3 separate regions of the Mus musculus genome follow, and all the other regions are linked to region 2. A link is a contact called in public promoter capture Hi-C data. All regions are on one chromosome and are shown on one strand. The core of a region is the stretch at or near the end of the contact, and the rest is flanking DNA. Distances in the headings are between cores, read along the strand shown. Region 1 holds the start of Lrrk1 (leucine-rich repeat kinase 1). Region 2 holds the start of Klf13 (Kruppel-like factor 13). Region 3 holds the start of Chsy1 (chondroitin sulfate synthase 1).

Region 1 (3,411 bases), core at 230-2,729, 2.4 Mb before region 2:
TTTGTAGACAGGGTAATTCCAACCTCAGACTGAAAGTCAGGGTGGGATGTGAGCAAACCCAAGAAAAACATGGGTCTGCAGGAATGAAAAAGAAGTGAGAAGGAATTTTAGCTATTCTGTAATTGTCTCCTTTGCAAACTTGTGATTAAAACACACCTACTGGGTACAGTTGAATACTGTGATATGGCCATCTCAAAAAAAGCTCATATATGTGTCGAATATTCCAGACCTTTGTTTGCTCGTTTGTTTGTTTTAAATTGGGCACTTTTCTTAACCTATTTCTAAGATTGTTTAAAGTGGAAAATTTCTTGCCACTTAAGCATAGGCAACACAAGTCCTCTTAGTGTGTGTTGGTCCTGGCTCTAGACATGGACTTCCTTTTAGTAACGCTAGGTGGCAGTGATGTATGTATGCCCTGAAGGCGCCACCAAGCCAGGCTCATTCAAACTGCTGACGCCATGCCTTGCAAATTATTAGGGACTTTTCCATAGCAGTCATGTTGCTGGCCTTGCTAATTGGTCTGAGGACCTCGGTGGTGAGGACAGGATTGCAGAACCCCACCTACATTTTTGTAACAGTGTTCGATGGAGGAAAAGAAGAGCGAACGTAGAAGAGCTGCGAGGTTGTGGCCTTGCCAACTAGGGATACAAACTCCAACTCTAAACAAACACTTGAGGTGTTCCCAAAATATCTCAGGCGGCCCACGGCTTCTCAAATTCTGTGAGCTGCCAGTGAGGCGGTCTGTCAATGTTCTTTGCACTTGGTCTCAGGAATATTCATTCTTACCAGTAAGAAGCACTTCGGTCCAGTACTGATTTTCTACCAAGGATTATCTTTTCTCGGGGAAAACGAGCGGAATCCGAAGCTTGCCTGCTGAGTGTATAGCCGCGTTTGGTTATTAACTTCAGTGGAATCAACTGACAACATTCCACCTCATCGCCACAAGCAGCCAGTCAGGGTGGCATGCTCCTGTAATCCCAGCTACTCCGGAGTTCGAAAATCGAAAAATATTCATCAGCTAGTAATATCTTTGCAAACGTCCATAATTTAAGTTAGCGAACTCGTGTGGTGAAAAAGCGCAGTTTACAAAACATCAACTTTTAAAATGTAGTTTCTGCACCGCTCCATAAAGACCTGCACACACATTAATATTCTCGCTCTCTTAATATTTACAGTCACAGTATATGGCCAGCAAACAGGATAAAAATTAATCTGTTACTCGAGCAGGGTAGGAAAGGCACAACCTTGTCACTGTGCCTGTCCGCAGGGAAGGCAGCAAAGCATTCAAATTTGGAGAGGAGTCCACAAAGTTTCAAGACCCAAGCGTCTACCGAGGCACAAGAGCAGTGAGCTTGGTCACCGACATCTTGCAGCTAGGGAAACCGAGGCAGGCCATCCAGGGGAGGTCGGGGCGGCCGACCCTCTGGCACAGCCCTGCTTCCGCGCCACCCGCCCTCTCCGCCCGCCAGGCGGCCGCAGGATTGAGGAAGTGCGTCTGGCCCCCGGCGGCCAGAGCATTGCAGGGCAGAGTACGGTAGGACCGGCAGGCCCCGGCCCTCTGATGTCGCCGATCCGCGGCTTCCAGACCCTGCCGCCGCAGGTAAGTGCTGCTCCGACCCGCGCCCTGTCCGAGGACCCGAGCGAAGCCCGCACCTTAGATCCAAGCTTTGCCCGCACCACCCCGTCCCGCGCCCGGGTCCCCGCGTGCAGCCGCCGTCGCCTGCTTGTGCCCTGCGTCTCGCCTCGCCCCACAGCTCCTCTCCCCAGCTCAGCACCCCGTACCCCGGGCGACCGCGTGCTCCGGACCCCGGCCTGTGTCCGGGACCCGCAGGTCACAGCTCCGGTGGGCGTCTGGAACTCGGGCTGCCCGGGGTCTCTTCGCTGCCTCTCTGGGCTGCGCAGCGACCCTCGCCCCTTGAAGGGTTAAAGCGAGTGCAGAGCTAGAACCCGGGAGCTGGGGCAGCCGAAAACCAGCCTGGGATCGGAGCGGGGCGGGGGCGGGGAGCCGAGTTCAGAAACAAAAGTAGGAAACACTAGGGAGACTACAAAGTTCTTTTGCGTTTGGAAAAAAAAAAAAAAAAAAAAAAGCCTGACTTTTAACTTGGGAGTGGGGGTGGGGTCTAAGCGTGGGAGTTCGTGGGCGCGAGTGGCTGGAGGCAAAGGCCCAGCGAGGCTCTTCCCGCGCGTGCGGGACAGCCGGGTGGTGCTGGATGGTCTGGAGGTCTTCCCCTGCTCCACGCGTGGGGCATGTTTCTCACCCTGTGGTCCCATCACTTTGCCTATGGGCTCTGTTGCTTGGAGCCAGTGGCAGTCCTTAATGGATGAGAACAAGAATTCCTGGAGGGGCAGTAAGAAAGACAGCAATGGAGAGACTCTAGGGATGCTGACAGCCAGTTCAGTCTGGCTTTTAATAGTTTGAGGCCATTACGTTTTTCTCTTACATGATGCTCATCCCTGCAAAAACCGGAGCAGGATAGATAGGGTCTTAAAGGCAAATTCTCTTAGCAAATTCTCACCAAATAACCTATTTTTGATGAGTTGGTCACTCACACTCACATAGCAGCATCAAAGGACCTACGATTTGTACACTTTGAAAAACTTTAGCATTGAATTCTTTCTGTGATTTGGTTTTCATTGTCCTTGCTCATGTTCCAGAAGAATATAGCATACCAACACCTAATTTGTCCTTAGAGGGGCTTTTCTAGTCAGCCAAACGTTTCCTTCCCCCACACCTACAACAGTCTCCTTAATAGTTTGGATATAATTATTATAACTAACTAAATAAACCAGCTAAGGAGATGGCTCAGTATACAAAGCACTTGCTGATCACGTGTGAGGATCTGAATTCAGATTCAGAATCCGCTTAAAGCCAGATGAGACAAAGGTGCAATCCCAGATGCCCCCACTTCAAGATGGGAGATTCCCTGGAAGCTCACTGGTCAGCTAGCTTTGTGTGGGCAACATGAAGAAGAAGCCTTGTCTCAAACATGGTGCAAAGCAAAGACCAACAGCAGGTCATCTGATGATCTCAACACACACATACGGACGCCACACTCACACACACACACAAACATACAAACAGAGAGAGAGAGAGAGAGGGAGAGAGAGAGAGAGAGATATTAAAAATAAGAAGAACCCTAGAAATCATCCCAGAGTAGTCTTGTTGGCTCCATCCCCAAGTGGGCCCAGTCCATTCCCTTCTTCTGTTTTTGAGACACAACAGGGCTGATGCACATACGAACTCCTACACAGTCCAAATTGCCATGTGCCCCTCCCTCCGCTCTGGATATATCGTATATATTCATTCTTTATTTTAATGTTTCTTTTTAAAATTACGTATACAATATATTTTTTCATATGCTTTTCCCTAGCCCCAACTCCTCCCAGATACTTCTCTTTATGCATCCAACT
Region 2 (3,077 bases), core at 296-2,795:
CCTCCTACAAAGCCCTGATCCAGCTTCTCCACAAAACAGCAGCCCAATGGTGTGGAAATTCAGGGTGTGTGCTCACACTCGGGGTGTTCAAACGTTAACCTAAAGTTTCACAACTGAAAATTCCAAATTGTTCAGTTTCCTCAATTATCAGAAATCAAAGTCTTTTCTATTTTAGGCTCCCATTTAACTTGGGGAAGAACTTGAAATCAGAGCCATGGTTCTTAATTTTCACCAGTAGTGAGGTGACTGACCCTTCTTTAGCTCACTGGGGTCGACCAACCGGCAGTCGGGTCTCCCTGACTTGGTGGCTGACTTATTTTAAGGTATCATCCACAATGAAAAGGAGAGGCTGCTGATCCTACCCTCACAGGTCAGAGGCCAGTTGCGGCCAAAGTCTTTTGAGTGTGTTAAGATTGGTTCAAAGGCAGTTGGAAGCTACGGGTCTCTCTGATGATGGCCTAGTGTTCAGAGAGGAAAGAACATGAATGTGTGTCTAGACTTTAGAGCAAGGTGGCCTAGTTGGAAGGCCCCGGCAGGACGCAGCGGAGCATTTCCTTCAGAGGCCCAGACAGTGGATGGGTGGGGCGCCCTGGGCGGGGTCCTCGCAGCTGGTGGTGTTTGAAGCCTCCAGGACCGCGGTGGGAGAGGGGCGGCCTGGAGAAGTTGGCAGCAGGCCTGGGGCAGGAAGGGGGAGGAAGGGGCCCCGTGTTCCCTGAACAGCCGCGACCGCAGCCCCAGCACGTAGCTCACTCCCTCAGCATTGGCAGTGGTGGGTCCTGCATCAGCCAGGTTAACATAGGCTCAAGGGCAGTTCGGCCGCGCGGGGGCGGGGCGGCCCCAGTGGTGACAAGGCTCGGGCCAAGGTTGCGTAGAGAACCGGAGCTCAATAGGAGCGGGGTGAGGAGGTGGCTGGAGATGGGCAATGCAAACCCGGCCACCAGAGAACTCCGCTGCGGTGGGGTGAGGCTCGGTAATGTCCCGCCCATAGGCGAGGTCGGCCGCTTAGGTCCCATAGGGACCGATACGCCACCTTGCCCGCACTCCCGGCGGGCGGAGCGACCACAGGGTGTCTTGCTCAGTGTTGCCATCCTCGTGCCACCCACTGCTGCCTGCTCACAAAAGCTCTGGCATGGAAAGGGCCGGCGGGGTTCCCGCTGCGGGAGGCACGCGCCCCAGCCCTGCGCCGCTACACAGCGGCCCGCCACCCTCGGACGTCATGCGTCTGCGCGCCGCGCGCCCGGCTCCGATTTCCGCCCCTCCTCTTGCAGGCCCAGGGGCACGCCCACTGGCGCGCGCAGGTCCCGCGGCCAGTAGAACCCTCTCGAGGACCGGATTGGCTGCATAAAGTACTCAAGAGCCAATGGAGTTCGCGTCTACCACTGGCCACGCCCCTCCTGAGGCGCTCCAGGCTCCCCGCCCCCTTCGTGCGCGCTGCTCCCTGCGGCCGCTGCCGCCTGTAACCTGCGCCGCCAGGATGTGGCTGGGGGCTGACGTCGGGTCCAGATGTGGCCCCGGCCCCGCCCACCCCCGGGGCCGGTCCGCCCACACCGAGCCGCGGCGCGCACGGAGGCTGTCCCGCCTGCCACAATGCACGGTGGAACTGCGACCACAACTTGCAGGGGTCGTGCCTAACGTCGCCTCCGCTCGACGTCCCTAAGACAGGCCGACTCTGACGCCGCACGCGGACCCTCCTTACTGGAGCCCCCCATGCGCTCACCCTCCAGTGCCCGGCCAGGCGGACGCGGAGCCGCGCGGGTGACGGCAGAAGCGGCTACGCGCCCAGCCTAGCCCAGCCCAGCCCAGCCGGAGAAGAGGGCGCGCCGCGCCCCCGCCCCCCGCCGCTCCCGGAGGCCGTGGGTGCGGATGCGCCGCTGACGACTCCTGCGAGAGCACCGCGCGCCCTAGCCCGCAGCATGGCAGCCGCCGCCTATGTGGACCACTTTGCCGCCGAGTGCCTCGTGTCCATGTCCAGCCGCGCAGTCGTGCACGAGCCGCGGGAAGGACCTGAACCCCGGCCCGAGGGCGCGGCCGCCGCCGCCCCCACACTGCCCCGCGTTGACGAGCGCCGCGACGGCAAGGACAGCGCCTCGCTTTTCGTGGTGGCTCGGATCCTAGCGGACCTCAACCAGCAGGCGCCGGCGCCCGCCCCCGCGGAACGCAGAGAAGGGGCCGCTGCGCGCAAGGCGAGGACCCCCTGCCGCCTGCCGCCTGCGCCCCCTGCGCCGCCACCCGGCCCAGAGCCCGCCTCCCCGGGACAAGCAGGCGCGCCGGCCGCGCCCCCCAGCCCCGCGTGGAGCGAGCCGGAGGCGGCATTGGAGCAGGAGCCCGGCCCCGCGGGGAGCGGCGAGCCTGGCCTCAGACAAAGGGGTCGGCGAGGCCGGAGCCGCGCGGACCTCGAGTCCCCGCAGAGGAAGCACAAGTGCCACTACGCGGGCTGCGAGAAAGTTTACGGGAAATCTTCGCACCTCAAGGCGCACCTGAGAACTCACACAGGTCAGTGGGGCGGCGGGGACGCCGCGAACGCGCGGACTAGGGACTGCTTGGGACCGGCCACGCCCCCAGAGCTTCGGGCCCAGCGCTAGAGGGGGCCGGGGCCGAGGGCGGGGAGCCATGAGCTGAGGGCGATCGCAGCCGCGCCCCTGTCCTGGCGCTCTGGCCTCGCGTGACGCTGGCCGTGGCGCTTGGAGCCGGCGCCCTCTCGGCGACCGCGCCCCCATCGGGCACGCCCCCTCCCAGGCTCTTGGGGCGGGGCCGCGGGGGTAGATGTCGTCATCCGGGCTGCGGGCGGCGCGGGCAGGTGCGCTAGAGGTGGTTGGGGGGGGGGGCAGGCGGCGCTCCCTTTTGGGGCGTAGGTGCTCGGGGAGCTGGAGTCTCGCCACCCCTCTTCCCAGGCCTCCGGGCGGGCTCTGGCGAGGGAGGGGCCGGCTGGGGCGGGCGAAGTTCACGCGGGGACAGGGCTCCCTTCAGCCACTCGGCACATTCTTCGTTCTCTTCTTCCTGTAATTTTTCCAGGGCTCTAAGGTTTAATTTGTCGCAACCCGACCCAGCGGCGGCGCTGGCCGACGCGGGGGGCGGTC
Region 3 (3,562 bases), core at 532-3,031, 2.2 Mb before region 2:
AGAAGAGATCCAGCCATGCTTGTTTTCTTATACCGTCTGCTGCCTGAAAACTTAGACCAGAAACTGGATTCAAAAGCCAAGTTATAAAAGCACTGGTTAAAAAATGTAAAAACAAACATCAACTAGTATAGCCCTGCTCACAAAGCTCAGCCCCAGAACATCCGTGCTCTGAAACCATTCCTGCCACTGAGTCTCTGCCTGGAAGAACGCCAGACTTCACCCGTACAGTAAAGGTTTTTGTACTTCACACACACAAAAGTTTCCACGAGTCCCTTCCTTCACCTGGGTCTACCCCTCTTGTATTTCAGATTCACTTCAATGCAAATACAGTTCTAACCATGCCCTCCACTCTAAAACCATCTCCTTTTCTAAAGGCAGCTTTGGCTAATCCCTTTGTTAATCCTGAACATGATCGCTGCCACTTCTACTGACTCCTTTAGCCTACTAGGGCCCAGTTACTTCCTACCACGCATACGCCTTGGTGGCTGCGCTGGGGAACACCAGGCTGCAGTCTTACAATGACTAAATCGATCACACAAACTGTTTTTCCTCAAGGTTCTTTTTCTCTACTTAACAAACCAGAGTGTTGCTCAAAGGCAGAGTGGAAACGCTCACCAAAAGTGAGAATCTTAAAGTACAGTACGGAGGAGCCCTAGCCAGGTTAATTTAAGCGGGCTCTCCCTTCGAAATGACAAAGTGCCTATTTTAGAGACTCAAATTATAACTCTGCCTCCACTATCGCAGGTACAACATTGAATTTCGCCACCACCTTATGGGGGAGACTCGTTCCTTTTAACAAAGAAGTCTTGAACACAGAAAGCTTACGTGTCTCCCTGGAGATGAGGTTGAGAGGCACACACACTGAGGCCAGCGTACTCAATCCCAAAGCCTTGCCCTTGAGAGATGCTCACCATCCTAAGCCCTGCTGCCTTTGCGCTGAGCCGCTGGCAGCTACCAGAGAAGCCTCCGGGGAACCCGTAACGCCGCCCGCCCGCCAGCCAGGATGCCGGATGCAGGCGATGGCATCCACGAAAGGGGGGCTCACCTGTAGGCGGCCACGGCGCGGGTCTGCAGGTATTTCTGGGCTGTCATGACTCCCACGAAGAGAAAGTTCCTGTCGCGCGGGACGCCCTCCGCGGCCGAGCCCTGCGGCCAGAGCTGCGCCCCGCGCGCATCGCCGCGCGCCCCGCCGGGCTGCGACGCCTCCTGCCCTGGCCGGCATCCCTCGGGACTGGGGCGCCGCCGCGGGCCCACTCGCTTCAGCTCCGAGGCGCGGGGCAGGACGAGCCGCGAGGCCAGCACGAAGCCCAGCACGAGCCCGAGCAGCATGCTGAGCCAGGCGCGCCGGCCGCGCGCGGCCATGCCCGCGCCCCTCCGCCCGCCGGGCCGCTGTCCCGCTGTCCCCGCCGCAGGCTCCGCGCGCCCTCAGCCCACCGCCCCCGCCCGCGGAGGCCAGCCCGCCCTAGCGCCGCCAGGCCCGGCCCGGGCAGCGCCGCGGCCGCCGCGGGCCCGCCGCGCCCATCGCGGCTCCCGAGCCGCCCGCAGGCCCCGCGCCGGCGCTTTGTTCCGCGCGCCCGCCCGCACCGCCGCGGCCTGCGCCTTTAAGAGGGGACCATGCCCCGCGCGCGCGGCCGGCGACTCCGGCGCGAGGCGACAGCGGCTCCCGCGGCTCGCGTCCCCCGGCTGGCTCGGCTCGGCTCGCGCTGCGCCCGCCCTCTCGGTGCCCTGCGCCGCCTCTGCAGCTGCACATCCTCCGGCTTAGCGCGCCATTGCAAAGGAGCCCCTCACGTCACGCACCGCGCGTTAAGAAGCGGCCCGCCGGCGGCGTGCCGTGGCCCCTCTCGGGATCCGTCCGCGCCTCGTGATTGGCGCAAAAGTGAATGGGGGGCAGTTCACGTGGCCAAAGTTTAACCAAAAAAAAAAAAAAAAAAGCACCCGCCCCGCAGTCTGCGGCCAGGCAGGAGGGGCGTGGGATAGCATCGACGACAGCGGGGCGGGCGTCCCTCCAACCCCCACTGCCCGGTACCCGCGGCCACGCCCCCGTCGCCAGCATTGGGAGCCGGCGGTCCGGCACCGCACGTGGACTGAGTTGACCGGCTCCCCAGATGCCCCGAGAGCCGCCACGCCCTTCCCTCCCCGGGCCGACCTCCCGACTCGGTGGCCAGGACAGCGGGGTCCACACTGCAGCTTTGTACGCTGCAGGCGGGGCTGGAGCCACACACGGCCACAGTTCACCTAGGAACGCTAGGGGATTTGCGGGCTGGGGAGCGAAACGTGAATTCGCTAAGTAGCTAGGGCTGCCCTCGAACTCAGAGAATCTGAGATCTGTCTCTGCCTCTCGAGCGCTGGGCTTAAAGGCGAGCGGCACCAAGCCCGGCATATTAGTTTTTTAAATGGATATTGAAGAGATGGGTGGGTGAGTTACCACTAGATGATAAATACCTGTATTTAGTCCCAGTGAGCAGAGAGCTGGTTAGTACCCCCCTCACCTAAGTCTGTCAGTATTTTTAAGAGTAGATTTATAAAACGGATATGGATTGTGTACGTGGTGTGGGGGATGGGTTCTCGGGAGCCATACACCTAGTTTTTTGAAACAGGATCTCTTACTATTCTGGAGGTCTCCAAGTAAGTTAGGCTCGCTGAATGGATTTTTAAGTTGGATACCAGTTTCCCTATATTTGCTCTGTCTTAACTTTTATACGTTTTGTTAAAAACGAAAGCCCTTCAACTTGGGTGCCCACATGACAAATGTTTGTAAATACCAATTTTATTTCTTAGTCACCAATGTGTTAGGATTATAATCGCAAAGTAGCCACTTGGACCTGCTCTAATAGAGCCCAGGTGCTAGCTGAAGCTGCAGATCGTTTTGAACTCCAGATCCTCTTGCTTATGGAACTGGAGTCACCTGAATTCCAGGCCTGTGTGCTACCAGCCCTGGTGCCAGGGATCAGCCACTGGACCTCTGATACACTGGGCCAGTACTCTATCCTCTGAACTACGGTCCCAGAGCCTAAGAAGTTCTCATTTAATCAATCAAAGAAACAAACAAAAAGATAGAAAATGGGGCTGGAGAGATGGCTCAGCGGTTAAGAGCACTGACTTCCAGAGGTTCAATTCCCAGCAACCACATGGGGGCTAACGACCATTTGCAATGGGATCCGATGCCCTCTTCTGGTGTATCTGAAGACAGCGACAGTGTACTCGTGCATAAAATAAATAAATATTAAAACAACAACAAAACAAGAGTGCTTCGAGTGGGGTGGGGTGGGGTGGGGTGGGTGGATGGGCAGCCTATTCTTGTAGCTCCTTTTCATGATTAATAAATCAAACAACAGAAATATTCCAGTTTAAGCCACAAAGCTGTGTGAAGCACAGTCCTCCCCACCACTGAATGGTGGCTACTCCTGTTTATTCTTTGGATAGTACCACTTTCTTTGACACGTGTGATTTATTTCAAAAATAGTTCATCGCCTCCCCTCCCCTGACTCTCCCTGTAAGAGATGGTCCACATCTAAGGATAAAATATTCATTGTGTAGTGAAGACCAGATTCCAGCAGTGGTC

The links. Promoter capture Hi-C pulls out the DNA fragments that hold promoters and counts their contacts.
Region 1: a promoter capture Hi-C map of pre-B cells shows a contact between it and region 2, with 2.9 times the contacts expected there. The contact joins the promoter of Lrrk1 here to the promoter of Klf13 in region 2.
Region 3: a contact with region 2 is called in a promoter capture Hi-C map of pre-B cells, with 5 times the contacts expected there. The contact joins the promoter of Chsy1 here to the promoter of Klf13 in region 2.

What each region holds. Positions count from the first base shown.
Region 1 is chr7:66,386,409-66,389,819 of GRCm38.p6, reverse strand. It overlaps Lrrk1 (leucine-rich repeat kinase 1), which reads left to right and starts at 1,479. Exons shown (of 34, transcript NM_146191.3): 1 at 1,479-1,600.
Region 2 is chr7:63,937,383-63,940,459 of GRCm38.p6, reverse strand. Klf13 (Kruppel-like factor 13) reads left to right here and starts at 1,545. Exons shown (of 2, transcript NM_021366.3): 1 at 1,545-2,493. The coding sequence starts at 1,914.
Region 3 is chr7:66,107,711-66,111,272 of GRCm38.p6, reverse strand. It overlaps Chsy1 (chondroitin sulfate synthase 1), which reads right to left and starts at 1,781. Exons shown (of 3, transcript NM_001081163.2): 1 at 1,046-1,781. The coding sequence starts at 1,362.